Linked DNA regions of Rattus norvegicus: region 2 is linked to region 1. A link is a contact called in public Hi-C data. All regions are on one chromosome and are shown on one strand. The core of a region is the stretch at or near the end of the contact, and the rest is flanking DNA. Distances in the headings are between cores, read along the strand shown.

What was found. Hi-C and Micro-C count contacts between places; a contact is called where the count stands out from the background.
Region 2: a contact with region 1 is called in a Hi-C map of kidney, with 2.6 times the contacts expected there. The contact joins the promoter of Peli2 here to the enhancer-like site in region 1. A contact is called at or near these places in 1 of 12 Hi-C or Micro-C datasets (kidney) and 1 of 1 datasets of contacts at active chromatin or transcription factors (oligodendrocytes).

Annotation. Positions count from the first base shown.
Region 1 is chr15:23,789,507-23,795,602 of GRCr8, reverse strand. No RefSeq gene overlaps it. Among named protein-coding and RNA genes, the nearest start is that of Peli2, 80 kb to the left of the region's middle. Within about 2 kb of position 2,787, at least 2 of the 93 cell types and tissues checked have an H3K27ac peak or open chromatin away from gene starts, as enhancers often do. A contact at or near this core is called in kidney, where this site is marked.
Region 2 is chr15:23,869,540-23,875,635 of GRCr8, reverse strand. Peli2 (pellino E3 ubiquitin protein ligase family member 2) reads right to left here and starts at 2,652. Exons shown (of 6, transcript NM_001107259.1): 1 at 2,322-2,652. The coding sequence starts at 2,398.

The DNA of each region.
Region 1 (6,096 bases), core at 1,538-4,037:
GGGTTCCTGTGCTTGCCTCTCGCCATCAGATTATCTCTTGTGTTACTTTGTTCTGCTATTTCTGACAGTGGCTAGACTGCCCTATAAGCCTGTGTGTCAGGAGTGCTGTAGACCTGTTTTCCTGTTTTCTTTCAGCCTGTTATGGGGACAGAGTGTTCCGCTTTCGGGCGTGTAGTTTTTCCTCTCTACAGGTCTTCAGCTGTTCCTGTGGGCCTGTGTCTTGAGTTCACCAGGCAGGTCTCTTGCAGCAGAAAAGTTGGTCTTACCTGTGGTCCCGAGGCTCAAGTTCGCTTGCGGTGTGCTGTCCACTAGCTCTCTGTGGCGGCAGCAACCAGAAAGATCTGCGCTGCCGTTTCCGGGAGCTTCAGTGCACCAGGGTTCCAGATGGCGTTTGGTGTTTTCCTCTGGCGTCCGAGATATGTGTGCAGAGTGCAGTCTCTTCTGGTTTCCCAGGCGTGTCTGCCTCTCTGAAGGTTTAGCTCTCCCTCCCACGGGATTTGGGTGCAGAGAACTGTTTATCCGGTCTGTTTCCTTCAGGTTCCGGCGGTGGCGCATATCTCTTAAGACACGTCCTCGATCAGTTATTAATGACTGTGACTTCAGAAGTACTAGCCCTTTGTATGTTTATACTGCAAAGCGTTCACTCCTTTCTTTCTAAATACCTGCATATCATTGAGGTCTTAGCAATTATAGCTAAGTCTACTGTGAACATTTATTTAAGAGTCTGTATGTGGATCTGTAGTTTTCTTTAATTCTCTTGGCGAAATAGGAGGATCGGGAATGGTTGTACCCTAAGTGAGTATAATTGTTTCATAAAGCCAACATACTCCTTTCCAAAAATCACTGTGCTGTTTTGGAATCCAGCCAGCGATGTGTAAGTAGGTAGTACCTGTGTACAGCATCAATGCTCGGTATTGACAATGTTTTCAATAAAGCCATTATGGTAGCGCGTGTCTCATTGGGACTATAGCACATGTTCCTCTTACGGTGCATCTCACTGAATGTCTTTGCAGATACTTATTCAACATTCATACTTCTCTTTGCTGAGGTGTCTGTCCATATCTCCAATGTGCTTTTTTGCGTCATCTGCTTGCTGCTGCTTCCTCTATCAGATGGATGTTCTGAAAAACGTTTTCTCTTTATCTGTTCTAAATGAAAGAAGTCCTCCATCAGAAAGATGTTCTACAAACCCTGTCTCAGACTCTCACTTTGCCTATTTCTATCAGGCTATCTTTTAAATTTACTTTAAAAGTAATTATTATTAGTGTGTGTGGTTGGCTTATGTATGTATGTGTGTATATATGTACACACACACATAGATAGATAGATAGATAGATAGATAGATAGATAGATAGATAGATAGATAGATAGATGGATGGATGGATGGACAGACAGATGGACGGACAGATGGATGGGTGGATGGACAGATGGACGGACAGACAGACAGATAGATAAAATAAGAGAGAGGAGGGGGGGTCAGAGGAAGTCACTTCTCTCCTTCCACCCTCACATATGTCCTGGAGATTTGAACACGGGTCATCAGACTTGCCCTGCTGAGCCATCTTGCTGGCCCGATGCTGCTTTTGATGTCTATAAGTCAAACTTACCAAATTTTCTCTTGCATGATTCCTATATGGTTTTTAGTTGTATTTTAACATGTGCTCTCTATTCTAAAGTGGAGGAGATCCTAAGATTTCAGTGACTGTTGAACATTAGCCTTCTAGGATGGTACGCTATAAAAGTCTCATACTGCCCATTCCCTGTAAAGATATTTCAGGCACGTTTCAGCCCATATCACACAGCCCAGGTTACCCAACTCTAATGCCCATTCTCCAAATTCCTCCTGGAAGTCAAATCTTTAAAGTCAAACCCTTAAAGCTCCAAGCTCAGTTTCGTGTGACTCAAACTCACAAGATGTCCAGTTAGTTGAAAGGGTCTCCTAGAACACAGTTATGATTAAAATAGTTTCCTCTTTACATGATTGAGTCTACTCAAATTTATGACCCAAGCATTCCAGCAGCATGATGGGATGTTAGCTAAGCACTGTCTTTGACTAGAGTATATGCAAAGCCTTGGGGACCCAGGTAGCTTCCTCTATTCTTATCTGTGGGGTCCACGCTCCTGATGCTGATGTGATGTAGATGAGATACACTGAGAAAGAAACCAATCAGCTGCCACAGAGACTCCCACAAGGCAGAATGGTGTCCCCTCTTATTTCTAGTTCCTAACACCTCTTTATTTATGCCTATGGGAAATCCCAGATACCTCAAGCTTAAGTGACAATGTGGGTCCTCTGCTCTTCTCAAGTCGAGTTCCAGCTTTGCACTTAACATATGCATTTCTTTAAATTCGTTGTCTTTGGTCACATTACAAACCCTACCACCACCTCAAATGCTGCATGTTCCAGAAGAACCTGTCTCTGCTTTCAAACTGGGTTTTCTCTTCAACTGTACCATCTGCACCGGGCTTCATCTCGAAGGCTTCTTGGGCTCTTTCAACCTTATTATTCAATAACCCCGTACAATGGGCTATTCTTAAATTTGTCCTTCTCTCTCTTCATCTCAAATAAAGACTGTCTTGTTTGAGTTGCTGTAGCAATTTCTGACCTATTTCTCCATAATTCTCTCTTGTCTTTCACTCTTTTGACCTGGTTATAAACTCACATCATGTTCATAGTGGGCAGATCTTCCTATACTCATTAAACAACTTCCCTTGGTTCCTCTGCCTCCCTTTGGAATGTTCTGGACTATGAACTTCTCTGCTCCACCTACCAGAGTAGGTTTCCACTGCAAACTCTGCCCTGGAGCCAGTTCCCTAATCCCTGCCCGTAGGTACCATGCCCACTCTGTCTCTGAATCATTTGCCTGGGTCATTAACTTTCCTCCAAGACTCAGAACCTGCCAGGTCACTTCTCACAGTCACTAAAGCTTCACCTTCCACCTGCCTTCTGTAACTAAATTCTCTGTGCTATAAACTGCGGATTCAACTGGAATTCACTGAGTTTTGACTGCTGTGTCTAGGTAACACATGAATATCTTGTAACAGTGCATGTGATAATGGAATGAACTGTTATCCACACGGAAATACATGAAGGAAAGTGAAAGAAATGCCCTAACAACAGAGGCCCCACTAGGTTTAGGTAGAAACTGAGCCTTTGCGGTCCTAGGCCAGTAGATGTAGACTTTTCATCCCCTCTTGACATTTCTCTTCCTATCTACTCATTTATATGGGGACTGAAGTGACCAGGGAAACACAAGGGACTTGAATCTTATCCAGTGTTTACACCCACAGAGACATGTTGGAAGAACTGATAGGTTGGGATGACCTTAGTATATGCTAGAGACAAGCAATCACAGGGAACCAGAAGTCTGGTTCAGAAAGCTATGGGGTGGCACTGTGTGTGTGTGTGTGTGTGTGTGTGTGTGTGTGTGTGAGAGAGAGAGAGAGAGAGAGAGAGAGAGAGAGAGAGAGAGAGAGAGAGATTCTGGATATGGTACAACAGCTAATAACCAGAGTCTTCCTGAATAAGCTCTGGTGCTGGCATTAGTTGGTCGTTGTATGAAGCAGAACAAGCTGTATTTTAAGCACTGTCATTCTACAGGCTCAATAAACCCTACTTCTCTATGTCCATTTTCTGCCTGGGAGAAATATAGAGATATAGAAAATCCTTCCTCCTCCTCCTCCTCCTCCTCCTCCTCCTCCTCCTCCTCCTCCTCTTCCTCCTCCTCCTCTTCTTCTTCCTCTTTCTCCTTCCTTTTCCTCTTCCTCTTTCTCCTTCCTTTTCCTCTTCCTCTTTCTTCTTCCTCTTCCTCCCCTTCTCTTCCTCTTCCTCTCCCTTCTTCTCCCCTCCTCTTCCTTTTTCCTCTTCCTTCTCCTTTTTTTCCTTTCCTGTCCTCACTTCTCCTCCCCTTCCTCCTCCTTGTAGTCTTCCTTCTCATCTTCCTTCTCCCCTTCTTCCTCCTCCTCTTTCCTCCTCATTCCTCCTCTTTCCTTCTACCCCCTATTCCCTCCTCCTCCTCTTCTTCCTCTTCCTCCTTCTCCTTCTCCTCCTTCTCCTTCTCCTCCTCCTTCTCCTCCTCCTCCTTCTCCTTCTCCTCCTTCTCCTTCTCCTCCTCCTCCTTCTCCTTCTCCTCCTTCTCCTCCTCCTCCTCCTCCTCTTCCTCCTCCTCCTCCTCTTTTTTCCCCAGAACAATGACAAGATCTCTGGCCTTGAGGTACAATGGCATCTCTCCAATTTCCCAACAATAAGACCAATGGATTCCTACCTCTACAGGTGGCCAGAGGACCGGGAGCCAAGTTCCATCTCTACAGAGGCATCTCTGTGCTGCCGGGGCCCTGAGCTGCCGAACCCCAGCTCACTCTGCTGCTGACCACAATGTCTCTGTGAATGAGTAGAAGGCCAAATTGCAGGTTGAGGCTCATTTGTCATCGCCATAGGGAACTTTGCACCAAAGGTCTCTCTTGTGTGTGTCTGAGGGCATTCTCTAGTTCCAGAAGTGAAATGTGAATCTTTTCCTCCACACAAAAGCACAGATTCAGAGGATAGACTAAAAACACGGGTTCTTTAATGTCCTCTGTTGTCCTTGTCTGACCCAGTGAGGAAAGTAGGGAGGAGTCATATCAAACATAGGACTGGTTTCTCATGAACTCAGGAAGGTGTTACATGATCTAGTGAAGAACAAGTTGTTCTGATGGTCTGTGAGTTCCTGGGAAGTTTAGTCCTTCGTTCATTTGGGGGATGAAATAGCCAAATGCCAAAAGGTCTTGAGAGTTGTAACAGTTGTAGCATAGTTTAGGGGACTCCTTAGTTTCTCTAGGGTCTTTCTTTGAAAGGGGTCAGTCATTACTGACCTATCTCTGACAGAAAACTGTCACTCATGAAGCCTAGACTGTCTTGTCCTGTCACAGGTAGCCAGATTGCGGTAACATTGGAAATCATACAGCTAAGGTAATTCCCACATCCACATCACGTTGCTACCTTCTTTATAAAGTTAATATTGTCTGTGGAGATCAAGGACCAACCCCAGCAGTTGCCCTCTGACCTCACACGACTGCCCTGTGCCTGTACTGGCACACAGGGTGACACATGCACACACACAGTCCAAACACATTAGACACTTACAAGCTTATCCCATTAACTTTGAGACTACTGGGACACAGTCTAGTGATCAAATAAATAAAATGTCAGTAAGTGGCATTTGCTTAGAGAGACTGCCATGGTTTGAATGCCCTTAAAATTTTGTGTCAAAATCGAATGGCCATTGTAACAGTTGGGAGAAAGGGCTTTCAGAAGTGACTAGGTCACAGAGATGGTCCCCTCATAAATGGCTGGATGCAGTCATCTTAGAAATGGGGGATGCTAGTCCAGGAACATGTTCCTAACCAAAGGGGTGATTCAGATTTCTTTCTTCCCACTCTTTCTACCTCACACGTCCTCCATATTTCTTCCTTGAGGTGAAAGAGCAGAAATGCTCTCGCTTGTGGCTGGCACCACGATTTTAGATTTCTCGTTGTACAGGTTGGAAGAAATAAGTTTCTGATTTTGTACAGGGTGAAAAAAAGAAGTTTTCGTGTTTTATAGATTACCCAGTTTGGGGGTATGTTCAATTACAGCAGAACAAAACCGACTGAGACAAGACTAAGGCCACAAAAGTGGGAGCAAATTAGGAGCCTGCTGTGGCATTACACATAACCAGGAGGCACGGTCGAGGTGCTCGCTGGGGCCCTGGGCAGCGTACATGAACTTGACATTGAGTATGTAGAGACCTAGGTCTATTCCTGTGGGGGTGGAGCTGTCTAACAGGCTGGGTTTGGGTGTTGGTTTCCTTCAGGATTGTTCTGTAAGCTTTGAAATATGAGAATATTAACAGAACCATATAAAACAACTGTATACACATCACATATCCAGTAAAAGAAAGGGACATTATGGCCTTGGATTTTTACCTCAGGCATATATATATATATATATGGATATTATGGTTGAAATATAATTTAATTTCCCACCTTTACTCATTCTCATTATTTTTTCCCTATAGTTAACCTTTTCTGTTAATTAAGCTCATGTCTATTTTAAATTCTTTTGCTTTATCCATGCCT
Region 2 (6,096 bases), core at 1,403-3,902, 80 kb before region 1:
CATGGCATTCTCCCCTGCTGTTCAACCTATAACAAGAATCACACATACGCAGATCTAGGTCTGAACCAACTTGACGGTTTGCTCTCGGAATGTCCTAGGTAACATTTTACCATGTGATTCAGAACACAGAGAAAAGGACAATCACTCTACAGTTAAAATAAAGTCACTGTACTTTCCAAGTAAACAAAATAGGCTAACATCATCAGATGCTGTGAGCATCTTTAGCCCCAAGAATAATTTCACCAAGAAAATTTCCTAGACAGTCTCTGCTCACCAATATGTATACCCCAAAGGACCGGGCATGCAAAGTAATGGCTTTTTTTCTTTTTCATTGAAATGCACTTGTTATTTTAAAGGTCCAGAAGGCATTCTCTCAAGTCCAGTGGGCAGAACTGGGTGAGACTTGGTGAAAATCTAACTAGTTCACTACTTTTCAGGTCCTCTTTAGCGTGCCCAATGTGGCCAGAGTCTGAAATCTGAAAGAAAGAGGGGGAGGGGGCCGCGGCCACAATTCAGGCATACACAAGCCAGACCAGCATCTGCTGCTCCCATTTTTTCTTCCTTAAAGACCTTCCTAAAGCTGGCAAGAAGCAGCATCCCCCCCCCACCCCGCCCCCACAACGGCAGTGCCTCACTGTTAACTAACTTCAGTTGGGGACAACACAGACATCATTAGCCACTTTCGGGTTTCTCTCTCTGTCCGCCACTGGATGATACCCAATGTCCAAACAGTGTTGGCATGTGGTAGGTGCGCGGATAACTGCCCTGCCGGCCTCCCAACTACTCGGTAAGAAACCACTAAGCCATCGCGGATCCAGGAAAAGCATTCGTAAAGGACGGAGCAGGTGTTACAGGTAATGTGGTTACACAGACACTAAATTACAACAGTCCGGGATACAAACTCTTTTCCTGGCATTGGGAGTGTCCTACGCTTTTAGTTATGAGCACAAACCTCTCTCCGAGCTTACTCTACACAGCTCTGAAACACCCCAGAAGATTGCCTCAAAAGGAAATAATGAAATGGCTCTGGCATAATCTTCTGTGTCAAATCCACAGTGTTAAGCATAGTCTGAAGCCAGCCACATAAACAAAACCAAACTCCACAAAATCTGGCTGGGCTGAAGTTACATAAGACAGACTAAACTGTGGCTCCCCCCCGCCCCCACTCCCCTCTTATCCCCTCCTCTTCCCAGCGAACTCTGACATCTGTCTCCTAAGCGCAAGCAATTCCCATGCAGGTGCGGAAGGCGTTCGACTGCTGAGCTTCCAAATAAGCAACGGTGTTTCCAGTGCTACCCCCCCGCAGAAATGCTAGCAACAAAATGAGGAAGGCTAGGAAACTTTAGACGACGAGCTTAAGTCTTTAAAAAAAATTTTTTTTTAAGTCGGCACTTACTTCGAGGTAGTAATCAAAACACGTTTCTCAGAGTTCCCTGAGTCTCTGCTGGTGGGGGAGGGGGGGTCGCTTCCTCGCGTGTCTCTAAGTCCACCCATCAGCACCCGTGTGGGTCTGAATACAGATCTTTCAACAGAGGACAAAAGCGCGGGTTCCCCAGAGCGGCACATCCAAAGGGAAAACAATCCTTCCCCTGCAGCACTAAACCCAAGTTGCTCCAGCGCCGAGTTTCCTGCACTTTCCGCCTCCCCCACCCACACCCTTTTCATTGCCCACTTTAACCTGCTTTAATCCTGCGAAGCCTCCCTCCGGGTTTATTAAGGGTAAACAATAGAAATGTCACAAGGAAACTCGGGAAGTAGATGAAGTCTCTTAATTGCTGCCGTTTAACGATTGTGGATAATTACTATCTTCACAATGTGATTTTTACCAGCGGAGTGGAAGCCAAGGCGGGCAGGGTGGCGAGCTCCCCGCCGCTGGCGGGGGCATCGGCAAGGCCGAGGCTCGAGGGGTGCAGGGACCCCAGGGGTAAGGGGATCAAGGGGTACGGAGACCCAAGAGGTATGGACACCCGGGGGATCCGGGAAACGTTGTTGAGAGGACCCGGGAAAACCAGGACCAGGTCCAGGCCCTTGGCCGATCTCACTCCCGGCGCCAAAGAAGCGGAGGCCAGCCGGCCGCCCGGGTCACAGACTGGAACAATGCTTAACCCCCGCGGACTGGGCTCTGGGCTCCGGGGACAGGGCTCCGCGTTCGCGGTCCTCAGGAACGAGAAGTCCCCAGCGGCCACGGGCTCCCGGCTGCACCGAGCGACCCCGCGCGGTGCAGGAGCGCCCTCCGGGCCGCAGCAACGAGCGCCCCGGGGACCCGGGCCCTCAGGAGCGCATCCCTCCGCGACGCCCCGCCGCCCGCGTCCTCAACTCACCCCAGGACCACCAGCTCCCCGTATTTCACCGGCTCCTTGTTGGGGGAGCTGGGTTCCTCCTGGCCGGGTGAAAACATGGAGCCGTGCTCGGCCGCCGCCGCAGCCGCCTCCGCCGCGATCCCCGCCGAGTCCGCGCCGCCGCTACACTCCCATCCCGAGAACGGGGTGAGCGCGCCGGGAAACGGCACGGCGGCGAACGGGGCGCGGGGCGGCCAGTCCCGCGGCTGCTCCGTCGTGGCTGCGAGCGTCGCCCGCCGGCTTCCCCGGAGCTACACGCTCTTCCGCCGCTGCGAGCGGGACCGGACTAGGAATGCGAGCGGCGACCGGAGCCCCGCGGGAGGAGGAGCGCGCGCCGCCGGGGGGCTGAGCGGGCCGGGCAGGTGGGACGGCCGCGCCGCCGCCCGCGCCTCCGCGCTCCCGCGGCCCCCGCCCGCCAGCCCCCGCGGCCCGCGAGCGCCCCGTGTTATGTAAACATAGAGTAAAGGGGAAGGGAAGCCCTTAAAGGGGCAGCTCTGTTTTTCTCCTCACTTCCTGTGGAAAGTTGGAGCGCGGGGTCTTCGTCCTCAGCCGCGTGCCCGGGGCTCCTGGCCCCGCCTGCTTGGAAGCCAGGCGTCTTGCCCCTCCCCGCCCCCAGCTCAGGGTGCTGCGCGCCCTGATCTGGGGGTGTCTGCTTTCAAAGCCAAGCCTTTGAGGGGGGGCTTGAAAGGAGAAAGAATCTGCCCATGGGTGGGGGTGGGTGGGATAATCGAAGAACCCCAAGAGCTCCCCACCATTTCACGGGGTGTACCAAGAGAAAGAACGAAGGGAGGAAAGAAAGGAGAGAGAGAGAAGGAGGAAAGGAAAAAGGGAAAAGAAAAGTGAAAAGTTACTTTTAATCCCTTATTCACATCTCTGTCCCTTCTTTCAACCCCCTGGGGAATTTAAAAGGGAATTACCTAGGCTGATTTTTTTTTTTAATGAATACAAATGTTCCTTTCTTTCCAGGGCTTAATCAAGGCACCGTTTGTATTTTATGATTTTTTTATGTTGCTGTGTCTTTAAAATATTGTGGGCTGTGATAGTTTTACTGACTGCTGTTTTTCATCATAGAGGAATTTATTATTCTAGCATTTATTAAGCCCTTGCAACATGCTAGAGACACTACATATTATTCCTGTCACTGCCTTTCCAGACTGTTAAATATTTAAAGAAATAAATACTGCAAAAGCTACCCAGTGTATAAACAGCGAGTGTACACACACACACACACACACACACACACACACACACACACACACACTTAGGCTATGACTCTAAGTAAAAAGCTAAAAAAGAAATAATTGCACGGGTAGCCTTCCATTCTACTGCTCAGCATCGTGCATGTGTCGCTCTCTGACAGGCTATTACTGTAGTGACATGACGCTTTCTGGAATTTTACTTCAGTTAGTAACTGGCTTTTCTTCTTTTAATTGAGGCTTTGGAGATAAATTACTCCGCTATTGATGAGCCAAAAATAAACTTTATTAAACAATTACCTTATTTCCGCTAATTACAGAAATTCTATTCTTAGACTGAAGGCAACTAGCTATCCAGCTTATCCTCTGTGCTTTTCTCTGTTATGAAAATGTAAAGGTTTAGCCAGCGACCCTCCTTTAGACAGTTGAGTTCTTTCTCTTCATCCAGTGTTGGTAGATTTCCGTAGGATGGGTGTAGGTTTCCTTACTCCCTGGTCCCACTTACTATATCGTCTATGTGACTGTCAGCAACCCTCTGAGTCCCGTCACAGTTACCCATCTCCCTAATTATAGTACCTCTCTCTGTCATGTGAACTTCCCCCAGTCTGCTCTGTTGCTGCCACTGATCTCTAGGCTACAATTACCCCCTTCTCTCTTGGCACGCTGTGCTTTTGTGCTTGCATTTCACTCTTCTGGCTCGTTTCTTCCTTGCTGCGCTCTGCATCTGCTGTTAGGAGGATGGAAACAAATATTTATTAACCTCCTACTAAGTCCCAAACTCGAGGCTGAGTGCTTCCTATAAGCTGTCCCAAGCTTTGGCAGAGACACTCCTCCATTGCTGTCAGCTGGTCCAGACACCTCCGCCCTCCACAGGGGCATCTTTCTGTTCTCTCCCAGCATGTTGGTAGAGCTTTAGTCTGTCTTTGTGGAAGTTACTTACAGGTAGTTCTGCTTTCTCCGAGTTTTTGTATCTGTGGAGGCTTTGATCTTAGGCAACTCTGGACTTGTAAGTGTATCAGTTCTGTCAATCACTGTAAACCTTGCAAGCTTGCAGACTGGGAAGCCAGTCTGTTGATGGCCAGCGGGAATGGATGCATAAGAATGACAGGCGAGGGATCCGAGTGAACGAATGGACCAAGTAGGGACTGGCGGCACATCGGTGGTCCTGTGGCCTCAAAAGAAATATCAGACACTCATCTCTACCTACTTATTGCCACGCGAGAATGATAGCTCACTCTTACGTATGAAATCAATTTTTAAGTTCCCAATCCCGATTGCACATAGACTTCTAATATTGAGCGGTCAGAAATGCATCTGAGCTTTTTGGACTTGCACACATAATATCACTTTATTGTTTGGCTGCCCTTTATATGCGATGTGGACCCATTGAAACTATGTCCACTTTCTAGATGGTTCCCAAAGCCCCCAAATCTGCTTTTGCTGATTTTAAGGAAGGCCACATGAGTAAATTAAAGAATACGTCTCAAACCAGATCAAACAGTAGAACTGTGAGTTTGTGGTGAGCTCAACTTTCTCAGAGTTTATGGTCTGGGACCCTAAAATAGCCAGCTTTCATCTCTCTCTTCCCACCCCTTACCTGATCAGTTGTCTGCTACAGCTTCAACCAGCAAGAGCATAACCCCCTCCATCCCAGCTAACACTAGGAATCTGATTGTAACAGGAATTTATCCCCTCCTGAATAATTGTTTTAGTAGCTTCAGGCTGGTGGGACAATCTGGCTGTGCCATCTGCCAATCCACCAAGAACCAGGGTGGGGTTGGCTGTCCTTGCTACTCCCATCAGCCCCTTCTCTCCCCTCCCTGCTGTCTCTGTCATGTATGTCCCCAAACCACTCCACATGCCATATTTTCTGAAATAACCCAATGCATACTGATTTCTCCCCCTGATCGATTTACTTCTTTTTCTTTCAAAGTAAAAGCTTTAGCCAAAAGGTCTATGTTGATTTTTGACGTACTTTAAGTAAAACCAACCATATTTCTAGAGTGAAGAGTAGTCTAACTTTTGATCACACCATATTCATGTTTACTGCATCTAAGGGACAAGTATGCTCTTTGAAAAGCATATATTTGGACAAGCTGGTTTTGCGTGTGAGAGATATCAAACGTTTGACTTTTAAGCTGTATCCTCGACTAAAGCATCATGGGTGTTCTTCCCATGCATTTGGAAAATGTGAGGAAAAAGAATTTTTGAAACCCATTTTAAAAGTCACCCATAAACTTGACCGGCAATAACCCTATTTGTCATGATGTATGTTTTCTCCTTAAAACTTACTTTTACAACTTCACTTGTCAGAGGGGGAGATGTGCACAGCATGAACATGTTTCCGGTCATTCGGGAGCAAGCACCTGTATGCTCCCTTACCTTCCGGTTGTTTCCCTTTCCTCCTTTGGTTTGGTTTGGTTTTGTATTTGACAGAGCCTCCCGGAAGAGTTTATTATTCTACTCTGCCCTCCTTTCGCATTGGGTTCCAGGTGGTTCTTTGCAGAACATACTTGCGATGACTTGGGAAGTGGGGTTGATCAAAAGTATCGGCATCCGTT